Regions from separate parts of the Ovis aries genome. Here region 2 is linked to region 1. The links are chromatin contacts, called in public Hi-C maps. All regions are on one chromosome and are shown on one strand. The core of a region is the stretch at or near the end of the contact, and the rest is flanking DNA. Distances in the headings are between cores, read along the strand shown. Region 1 holds the start of SLC24A3 (solute carrier family 24 member 3). Region 2 overlaps SLC24A3 (solute carrier family 24 member 3).

Region 1 (4,331 bases), core at 980-3,479:
TGTGAAATCTGTTTAAATGAAGATGAACTAAAAAAAAAAAAAATCACTTCAGCATGCCCAGGAAAGATTCTCCATCTCTGTCTCCCTTCCTTTTCTTTCCCCCACCTGGCTTCCGCTCTTTCATTCCATGCAGGTGCCCAGGGCACTTCCAGGGCATTGCCAACTCCTGGTTCCTCCCCTCTGCCCTCCTGCTCTCTTCCTGACACCTCTCCCACCCCCATATTACACAATTCCTTGTGCCTGTGGCTCATTCTCTAACCCAATTAGTTCCAGATTCCCTCTCTCACTTTTATTTTTCTTATTTACAGGAAAAAAAGTGAGTGTCTTTCCTAGTTAGTTGAATAAAGGACAGCCTTCTGAGCGCCTAAACTTTCTTCTGAATGTTGATCAAGGTGATGAGACTGGAGCGTCTCCCTTTCCCCAGGGACTTCCAGGGTTTAAATCCTCGTGCCAGGGATGGTAGCTGGTAACCAACAGGAGCAGAAGGGTCAAGAAGGGCAGGGTAGGGGAGGTGCTTCTGGGGAGACGCCAGGCTGAGAAAGGACTAAAGGAATGGTATGCCCAGGAAGCAAGAGCTCTCAGGCATGCTGGGTGAGATGGTCTCTCCGTGGTGAGGAAGCCACCTGGGAAGGTCTGTTTTGTCCTTGGCCATGACCCACTATTCCCTGAGGCTGAGGGGGGGTCATCTGGGGAGCTTGGGCTAGAAGGTCATCCATAGGTGGGGTCACCCTTGGACTCTGTGGATCCTCCCAGACCTAGGAGTGGAGAAACCCATGCAGAGGTCTCTCCTTCCTTCTCACCTCCATAGACGGCTTCAGCTGGATTCCCTGAAATGACCGGACTCTGTGGAGACAGTCACCTAGACCAACACCTGTGTTCCAGTGATCATTTTTTGAACAAACGCTTTTGTTTTCCCTTGTGGCTCAGCTGGTAAAGAATCCGTCTGCAGTGCGGGAGACCTGGGCTCAGTCCCTGGGTTGGGAAGATCCCCTGGAGAAGGGAAAGGCTACCCACTCCAGTGTTCTGGCCAGGAGAATTCCAGGGACTGCACTGTCCATGGAGTCGCAAAGAGTCGGACACGACTGAGCGACTTTCACTTCACTTCACTTCTGTTTTCAGCCCCACCATAGAGGCATCTCCTTCTGGGGCTAGATCCGCCATCCTAGCCTCAGCCCAAGGGAGGCACCAGGCACTGGGGAAGCTGGAAACCCCAGGAGGGAGGGTGGCTGTACCTGAGACCACCAGGTGTCCTCTCTAAAGGACATCTTCTGCAAGGCTGCAGGTGAGGGCTGGAGCACAAGTGGAGGCTGGGAAGTGCGAGGATTAGGGTTCTGACCTCAAGATGGGGGGCAGCCTGACTGCTCTCGGCGACAGGAAGGCCAGGAGCCTCGTCCCGGGGTTGGCCGGCGGCCCTCGCGCCGCCCTGACCCTCTTCCCTCGGCCACAGCCCTGGAGGCTTGGTACAGGACTATCCCGAGTGAAGTGTGAGCCCGGGCCAGAGGAGGGAGCCAGGACACCCCCAGCGAGCCAAAGAGCCTGGGGGAGTCCTGTTTCAGGTCCCAAGCCGGGCGCACGGGGATCCCCACAAGGGGGCGGAGGGAAACCCAGGAGGCCCGCGGGAGGAAGCGAGCCCGGCGGCCCGGCGAGCGCAACCAAGCGCACTTGCGGCGCCCCTCTCCGGGCACAGGGCGGGGAGGGGGCGGGAGAGGCCCTCCGCTCCTCAAAAAGTTTCGGGCGAACCCTTTCCCCCCCGGAGATCAGCCTTTCCGCGGCGCGTGTGTCCCGAGAGGGGGCCCTCCTGCGCCGGCACGAGCGCAGGACCGCGCGCGGGGCTCCCTCCCCGGCTCAGTCTCCTCCCCACGCGCCCCCTCTCCGCCGGGCTGGCCAGCGCCGCCGCGTCCCCGCCGCTGCCCCCAGCCCGCGCCCGCGCCCGAGCCGCCGCGCCGCCGCCGGCTGCCGCCTCCCGCCTCGCCCCGAGCTCCCGGCGCGCTCGGCCCGGCCCCGGCCCCGGCTCGGCCCCGGCCCCGCGCGAGGACCATGGAGTAGGCGGACGGCCCCGCGACGCGCTCCCGCCGCCGGCGAGGCCGGAGCAGCCCCGGGTGGCCTCGCCCGCCGGCCGAGTTGGCCCGCGGCGGGCCCTCCTCCCGCCGGTCCTCCCCGCTCCTCCTCCTCGGCCGCCGCCGCCCCCGCCTCCCGGCCGCCCCCGCCGCCCCCGCCGCGCCGCCGCCCGAGGCCGAGCGCGGACGCCGAGCGTGGGAGCCATGGCGCGCGAGGAGGACGGGGACCCCGAGCGCCGGGAGGCGGCGGCGCGGGCCGGCGGCGACGACGACGACGACGACGACGAGGAGGAGGAGGAGGAGGGACTGAGCGACGACGAGGACGGAGATCGGGAGAACCGCGGCGGCCGCCAGGAGGAAGGAGAGGCGGCGGCGGCGGCCGCCGGGCGGGAGCGCAGCGAGGACGCGCCGCCGCCGCACGCGGAGCTGCCTCCCGCCACCAGCCGCGCTGCGGCCGCCGGCGATCGGAGCGGCCGCCGCCCTCCGGGGACCCCGCCGGGGTCGCTGCCCTGCCGCGCGGAGAGGATGCAGTCGCCCGACCTGGAGGAGCGTGAGCGCCGCCGGAGCTGCCGGAGGGACCTTCTTCTGAGCCAGGTCTGCTTCCTGGCCCTGGTGGCGCTGCTGCTCTGGTCGCTGTCGAGCATGCGGGACCACGACGGTGAGTGCTCGCCGCTCGCCCCGAGTGGGCGCTGCGGCTCCGGCGGCGGCGCGGGGCGTCCAGGCCCGGGGACGCCCCCTGCCCCGGGCGGAGGGGCCCGGGAGGCGAGGACCGTGTGCGCGGGCACGGGGCGGGGGTAGGACCGTGGCCGGCACGCTGGGCGCCTGGCTGCCCTGGGAACCGTCACCTGTGCCTCCCGGCTCTGCCCCGCTTCCTGCCACGAGCTGGAGGGACTGAGGGAGGCAGCAGTGGGGACTCTTGCCCTAAACAGGTCCCCCGTGGGCAGTAATGAAGTTGTCCTGGTGAGCTTCTGCCCCTGCGCGCGTGACCACCCGTGCAACTCCTTGGCCTGTGGAGGGAGGGCAGGGAGAGGGCTGGTTGACCCGTGGACACAGTTAGTGCTCCGAACAGAACAGGCAGGATGGACCGCCTGTTTCCTCGGAAGCTCCATCCCCCTCGTTGTAGAACAGGTGCCCGGGAACGAATGATAGGAAAAAAGTGTTGCCCCCCCCGCCCCGCCGCCGCCCCGCCCTGGCTAGATTTTGCGACTGGTTCTGCTCCACTGGCCCCTCGCTGGGACTGGTTCTCCTCCACTGGCCCCTCGCTGGGAACACGGATCCCTTTTGCAGACTTGCAACGCGGGATGAAGCCGTTAGACGGGACCGCCGATGGTCTGTACCTTACTTTCAGGGTGCCCTGCAGTGCGCCCTCGCGGCACACAACTTGTGTCTTATGTTTGCCCTCGGCCTTTCTTGAGCTGAAATAGATCTGCTGAAGAATTTTGCTCAGCACAGTTGTTCACGGGAAAGAGTTTGGACCTTGGGTGTGCAGCTGTCAGAGAAACGGAGGAAAGGCTTGGAAGAATAGCTCGTGTAAAGCAGTTTTCTATCCCGGCTCCCCCAGTCGCACGCTTGGTGGGAAAATAGATACAGAAATACTCGGGAGGGAAAACAATGACAGATACATGCTTTGGTGTTAAGATCCACGGAGCTCCAATACAAGGGATTATGAAGTGCAGAAGGAAGGCATTTGGATAGTGATGCTCAAATATACTTAAGGGTACAAAAGGTTAAAAAAAAGAGACCTTCCCCAACTGATTGTGCTCCTGCCTGGTGGGGAAAGTGGATGGTGGGTCTTGGTTCAGATCTTAGCAGACTTCAGCATATATGGTAATAGGAGAGAGCCTGTCCAGGTCCTCAGTGGAGCCCTGGAGACTCCTGGTTCTCTGCGTTTCTCCCGGATGCTAGACTGTCTGGCCATGGGGACTGACATCGGAAAGTGGACGGTGCCCAGTGAGAGAGGCCAGACCTCTCTCCAAGGGCAGACTCTGACCTGCCAGAAGCAGTTCCTGGCCTTGTCTCAGGAAGAGGGTTTTCATTAACCCCCTTTTCATCATCGCGGCTTAGACAAGTGTAAAGCCAGTCCATACTATTGAAAGGGCCATTTCAACTCAGTTACACACCGCCCATCTTCCTACAGGTCAGGGCTCTCAGGCCATAGACTTCCTACCACTTTCCAGGCTACAAAAGACATTTTTTTCTCAATGGGGAATGTGACCCAGATGGTTAAGTCCATCAGTGGCAGGGAGCTTCCTGGGCCCGGGGAAAGCTGGGATG
Region 2 (4,331 bases), core at 1,310-3,809, 50 kb after region 1:
CTCCGGGGACACAGGGGCCTGGGGCAGGCTTCCCCAGTCTGCTGTAGCTGGCTTCTCTTATGCAGTTTTCCCAGATAGTTGGCAGCAAGGTATGCTGATCCTTTCCCTTGCTGGTCCACCTCCCTTGCTTTGGAAAGTCACCCAGATTCTTTATGTTTTGAACTTCTAATGCCATGGGAGGTACAGACCCCAGTGAGCTTTCTCTGTGGTCAGGCTGCGTTCTGAGTGCACTCTGCAGCCTAGCAGAGTGGATTGGAAGCTTATGGTGATGGCTGATTCCGTCAAAGACGACACGGAGCGCTCCTAATAATTCTTCGTTATCTTTTACAGCCATCTCGGGCGAGCATTGTTCCTCTCAACACTGTGTCAGCCACAGTGAATGTTCCCCCAGACAACCATGAATTGGAAGCTAAAGAGTTTTGGGGCCAACATAACTAGCTTTGAAATGGAGCCAGATGGTCTTTCACCAGTAGAAGGGGCAGGCCCAAGGCAGGGTGCATTCAGATGACCTTCACGTTGAAGAGACCCTGAGCTTTGGGAAGTCCCTAAAATTGTGGGTAGCACAATCTTTGCCACCGAAACTTGGAGCAAGAAGAAAAAGCAGTGGTGGTGACAGGGTGACGATGTATTTGCGGTAATAGGCGCTAAATAACCCAGACGGCTGATTTTAATCATTGCCGTCATCTGTTGAAATCAGTGAGCTGACAGTGTGGTTGGCATTCATCTTTTCCAATACTCAGAAAGATACTCAGAAACTGCTCTCTTTTCCCTTCCTACCTCTCCTCTTAGTTTAAAAAAAGCCTAAAATTAGAACAGGGGCGCATTATTTTCCAGAATCCCCTTGCAGTTTCCCTTGGGTTGTCTTGGGACATTTTCCTCTATGTGGTTTTGTCCTGCCGGATCGCAAGAACTAGACAGCACAAGTCCACATTTCTTACTCAACAGTTCTTTTCATGGCTCCCATCATAAACTTTTCTTAATCTTCCAGTAAGCCTTCCAATATGGGGGGGGGGTGTCCACATTCATATTTAGAATTCTCCTGTGTTGGTGGCTCCGTGTTACATTCTAAAGAGATACACGAAAACGTGGCACCTGGTTTCACAATCTCAGAAGATGTGTGTGCATTTGGATTTATAGAATTATGCAGTGGGTCCTTTGCCTCTCAGGGTGAAGCACGGTCATGTGGAAACTTCTGAAGCAATTCCTGGATGCTTGGTCTCCCCATGGGATTAGGCAATAGCTCTGTGCCCTGGCAGTGGACAGAATGGTATCATTTATGGATGGCATCCCAGTGTTTTCCCTTGTGGTCCATGGGCTCATCTGCCCTTTCCTATAGGAGTGGGTGCAGGAAGGGGACAGACCTGAAGCTTGCCATCCTCTGGACGTACATCTGGGCATCCCAGGGTCCATGTCATGTCCTGGGAAATTCATCCAGTGACCCCACATGTTGAGTGTTAAGTGATCTGCCTCTGTTGGCTTGAGGAGTCAGTCGTTTTTTAAGACGTTCTTACTACATGAGATGCATGAAATTACTCCAGACTCCAGAATCTGATGCGGGTGTGTGTGACACACGTGGATGAGCCCCATGCCAAGCGCCACCTGACACAGCCCAGCACCGCCCGTGGAGCCCGAGCTCTTCTGAGCGGTTGGGTTGCAATCCTCTGGGCTTCTCAGACCCTTGAACCATGTCAGCTGGCGTTCACTCCTTTCATTGTCTTGTGGTTGTTAATTTTGAGTTATCAGCATCTTTACTGATGGGAACCTTGTCTGTATCCTATGGCCCTGTCCTCCATGGCCTTCCAAGGTCTTGGTACAGGTTCCACCAGTAAGAAGCTGCCGAAGTCCTGGCCTCTGCCCCGGTCCTCCTCCAATTCCCCATCAGATTCTTCTCCTCATGCACATCACTCTTGTTGAGTGCCCACCGTGGATCCAACCCACTTTGGCAGGAAAAGGATCTGGGAGAAGTATATGAAATGTTCCTTTTCTCTAAGAGCTAGCTTCTGGAATGGATGGGGAGACAAGGCCTTCACATGTTAGGGGAATACAAGCTCTGAATTTATGTTTCAGAGTTCAGTGGGCACAAGAACAGCCAGGAAGTGGAAGGACAAAGAAGGAGAGGGACTCGGGTGCAGAGAGGCAGGTGTCATCACAGAACAGGAGCGATGCTGGCTGACACGACTCCGTGTGTTTGAGTGTGGCTTAAGGGGAAAGGTAAGCTGGGGCTGCTTTATAAGCCCAGGCCTTGCCGTCATCCTCCCAGCCAGATCCAGGGCACGTGCTCTGCATCTGTGCTTGAGGAGCTTGAAAGGCAGTGGGGAGTGGTGGGGACTGGGGTGCAGACAAGGGGGCTTCCCTGTTCACAGGGGAGTAGATGCCCCCTAAGTGCCTTTGTGTCAGGGACTCAGGCCTGTCTTGCCAGGTCTTCTGGTTTTGCAAAAGAAACTGGAAATCTGGCTTTTGGTACAAAATTGGGGAACTTTCACAACACTGTATGAACGAAACTAAACACATCTGCCAGTGTCCAGCTGGATTGTGACCTTTGGCCTTTTCCATCCCAGTGTGTCCTCCTACAGAGTGACATTACTGGGGCAGACGGATAGCCATCTACTCTTAAGTGGACACCAGGCACCCTGATGCCTTTGCATGGTCACCCCAGATGCCCTGGGGGGTGCGGGGGGATTAGGTCTTGGGGACCCCACTCCATCCTCAGTGAGTGAAGGCTGGGTTCACTGGCAGGGAAGCTGCCTTTCCTGCCCTCACAGGGCTGCTTACTGTCTTGAGCTAGGATTTCAGGCAGTTGGGTGAGGGTGGGGGGCATGTTTTTGGGGACAAAAGCAGTGAATCCAAGTGTTATGGAGTCCGTCATTCCTCAGCAACAAACTCAACAGCTTTCCTTCCAGTGTAATAAATCTGGACCCTTGTGGCTCGTACAACAAGCGTGATGACAAGTAATAATAACTCATAAGGAACTTTTTTTTTTTTTGGTCTTCCTGACTCATGCCTTTAGCAAGGGAAGTCTAGGCAGGGGTGGCCACAAGCGAATGTTCTCTGGAGCTGGAAGGCATGATTCCAGAGACCATGCTGTGTGGGCGGGGAGGTTGGCGGGGGTCCAGCAAAGAGGAGGAGAGTTCACAGGGAGAGACCTAGGCTCCCTGAGTGTCCCAGGTTTCTCTAGCGCAGCTCTGTGGCAGGAAACTGGAATCTGGAGCCCACGGCCTGGGTTCAGATGCCTGCCATGCTGCTTACTAGCTCTGTGATCTTGGGCAACTTACTTTTCTGTACCATCTTCATCTTCAAATGCAGATAATAATTTAAAAAAATCTCTCTCTCTTTTTTAAGTTGAGGAACCTCCATATTGTTTTCTTTAGTGGCTATACCCATTTACATTCCTACCTACTGTGTATAAAGATTCCCTTTTCTCTACACCCTTGCCAGCATTTTTATTTGTAGACTTTAATTTTTATTGGCATATAATTGCTTTACAACATTGTTTTAGTTTCTGCTGTAAAATGAAATGAATCAGCTCTATGTATACATATATCCCCCCCTTTTGACCTCTCTCCCAAGCCCCCCATCCCCCCATCCCCCATTTAGGTGTTGGTGACAGCCATCCTGACAGGTGTGAGGTGATATCTCATTGTAGTTTGATTTACATTTCTCTGATGATTAGCAATGTTGAACATCTTTTCATGTGCCTGTTGGCCATCTGTATGTCTTTGGAAGCGTATCTATTCAGGTCTTCTGCCCATTTAAAAAAATCAGGTTGTTTGTATTTTTGATATTGAGTTATAGGATAGTCTGTATATTAACCCCTTATCAGCCATACCATTTGCAAATACTTTTTCCCGTTCAGTAGGCTGTCTTTTGCTTTGTGGATGGTTTCCTGTGCTATTCCAAAGCTTTAAAGTTTAATTAGGTCCCACTTGTTTATTTTGCTTGTGTTTCTTTTGCCTTAGAAGACAGATCCAAAAAATACTGCTACATTTTATGTCGAAGAGTGTTCTTCCCATGTTTTCATTTAGGATTTTAATAGTTTCTGGTCTTATATTTAGGTCTTTAATCCATTTTGAGTTTATTTTTGTACATGGTATTAGAGACTGCTCTAATTTCATTCTTTTAAATGTAGCTGTCCAGTTTTCCCAGCACCACTTATGGAAGAGACCGTCTTTTCCCTACTGTATATTCTTTCTTCCTTTGCTGTAGATTAATCGACTATAAGTGCGTGAATTTATTTCTGGGCTCTTTATTCTGTTCTGCTGACCTATGTGTTTGTTTTTGTGCCAGGACCATGCTGTTTTGATGACTATAGCTTTGTAGTATAATATGAAGTC

The links. Hi-C and Micro-C count contacts between places; a contact is called where the count stands out from the background.
Region 2: a contact with region 1 is called in a Hi-C map of liver, with 2.6 times the contacts expected there. The contact joins the enhancer-like site here to the promoter of SLC24A3 in region 1. A contact is called at or near these places in 2 of 16 Hi-C or Micro-C datasets (liver and mixed tissues).

Annotation. Positions count from the first base shown.
Region 1 is chr13:38,472,355-38,476,685 of ARS-UI_Ramb_v3.0, forward strand. It overlaps SLC24A3 (solute carrier family 24 member 3), which reads left to right and starts at 2,230. Exons shown (of 17, transcript XM_027976756.2): 1 at 2,230-2,715. The coding sequence starts at 2,262.
Region 2 is chr13:38,521,997-38,526,327 of ARS-UI_Ramb_v3.0, forward strand. The region is part of intron 1 of SLC24A3 (solute carrier family 24 member 3); the gene reads left to right. Among named protein-coding and RNA genes, the nearest start is that of SLC24A3, 50 kb to the left of the region's middle. Within about 2 kb of position 2,560, at least 4 of the 54 cell types and tissues checked have an H3K27ac peak or open chromatin away from gene starts, as enhancers often do. A contact at or near this core is called in liver, where this site is marked.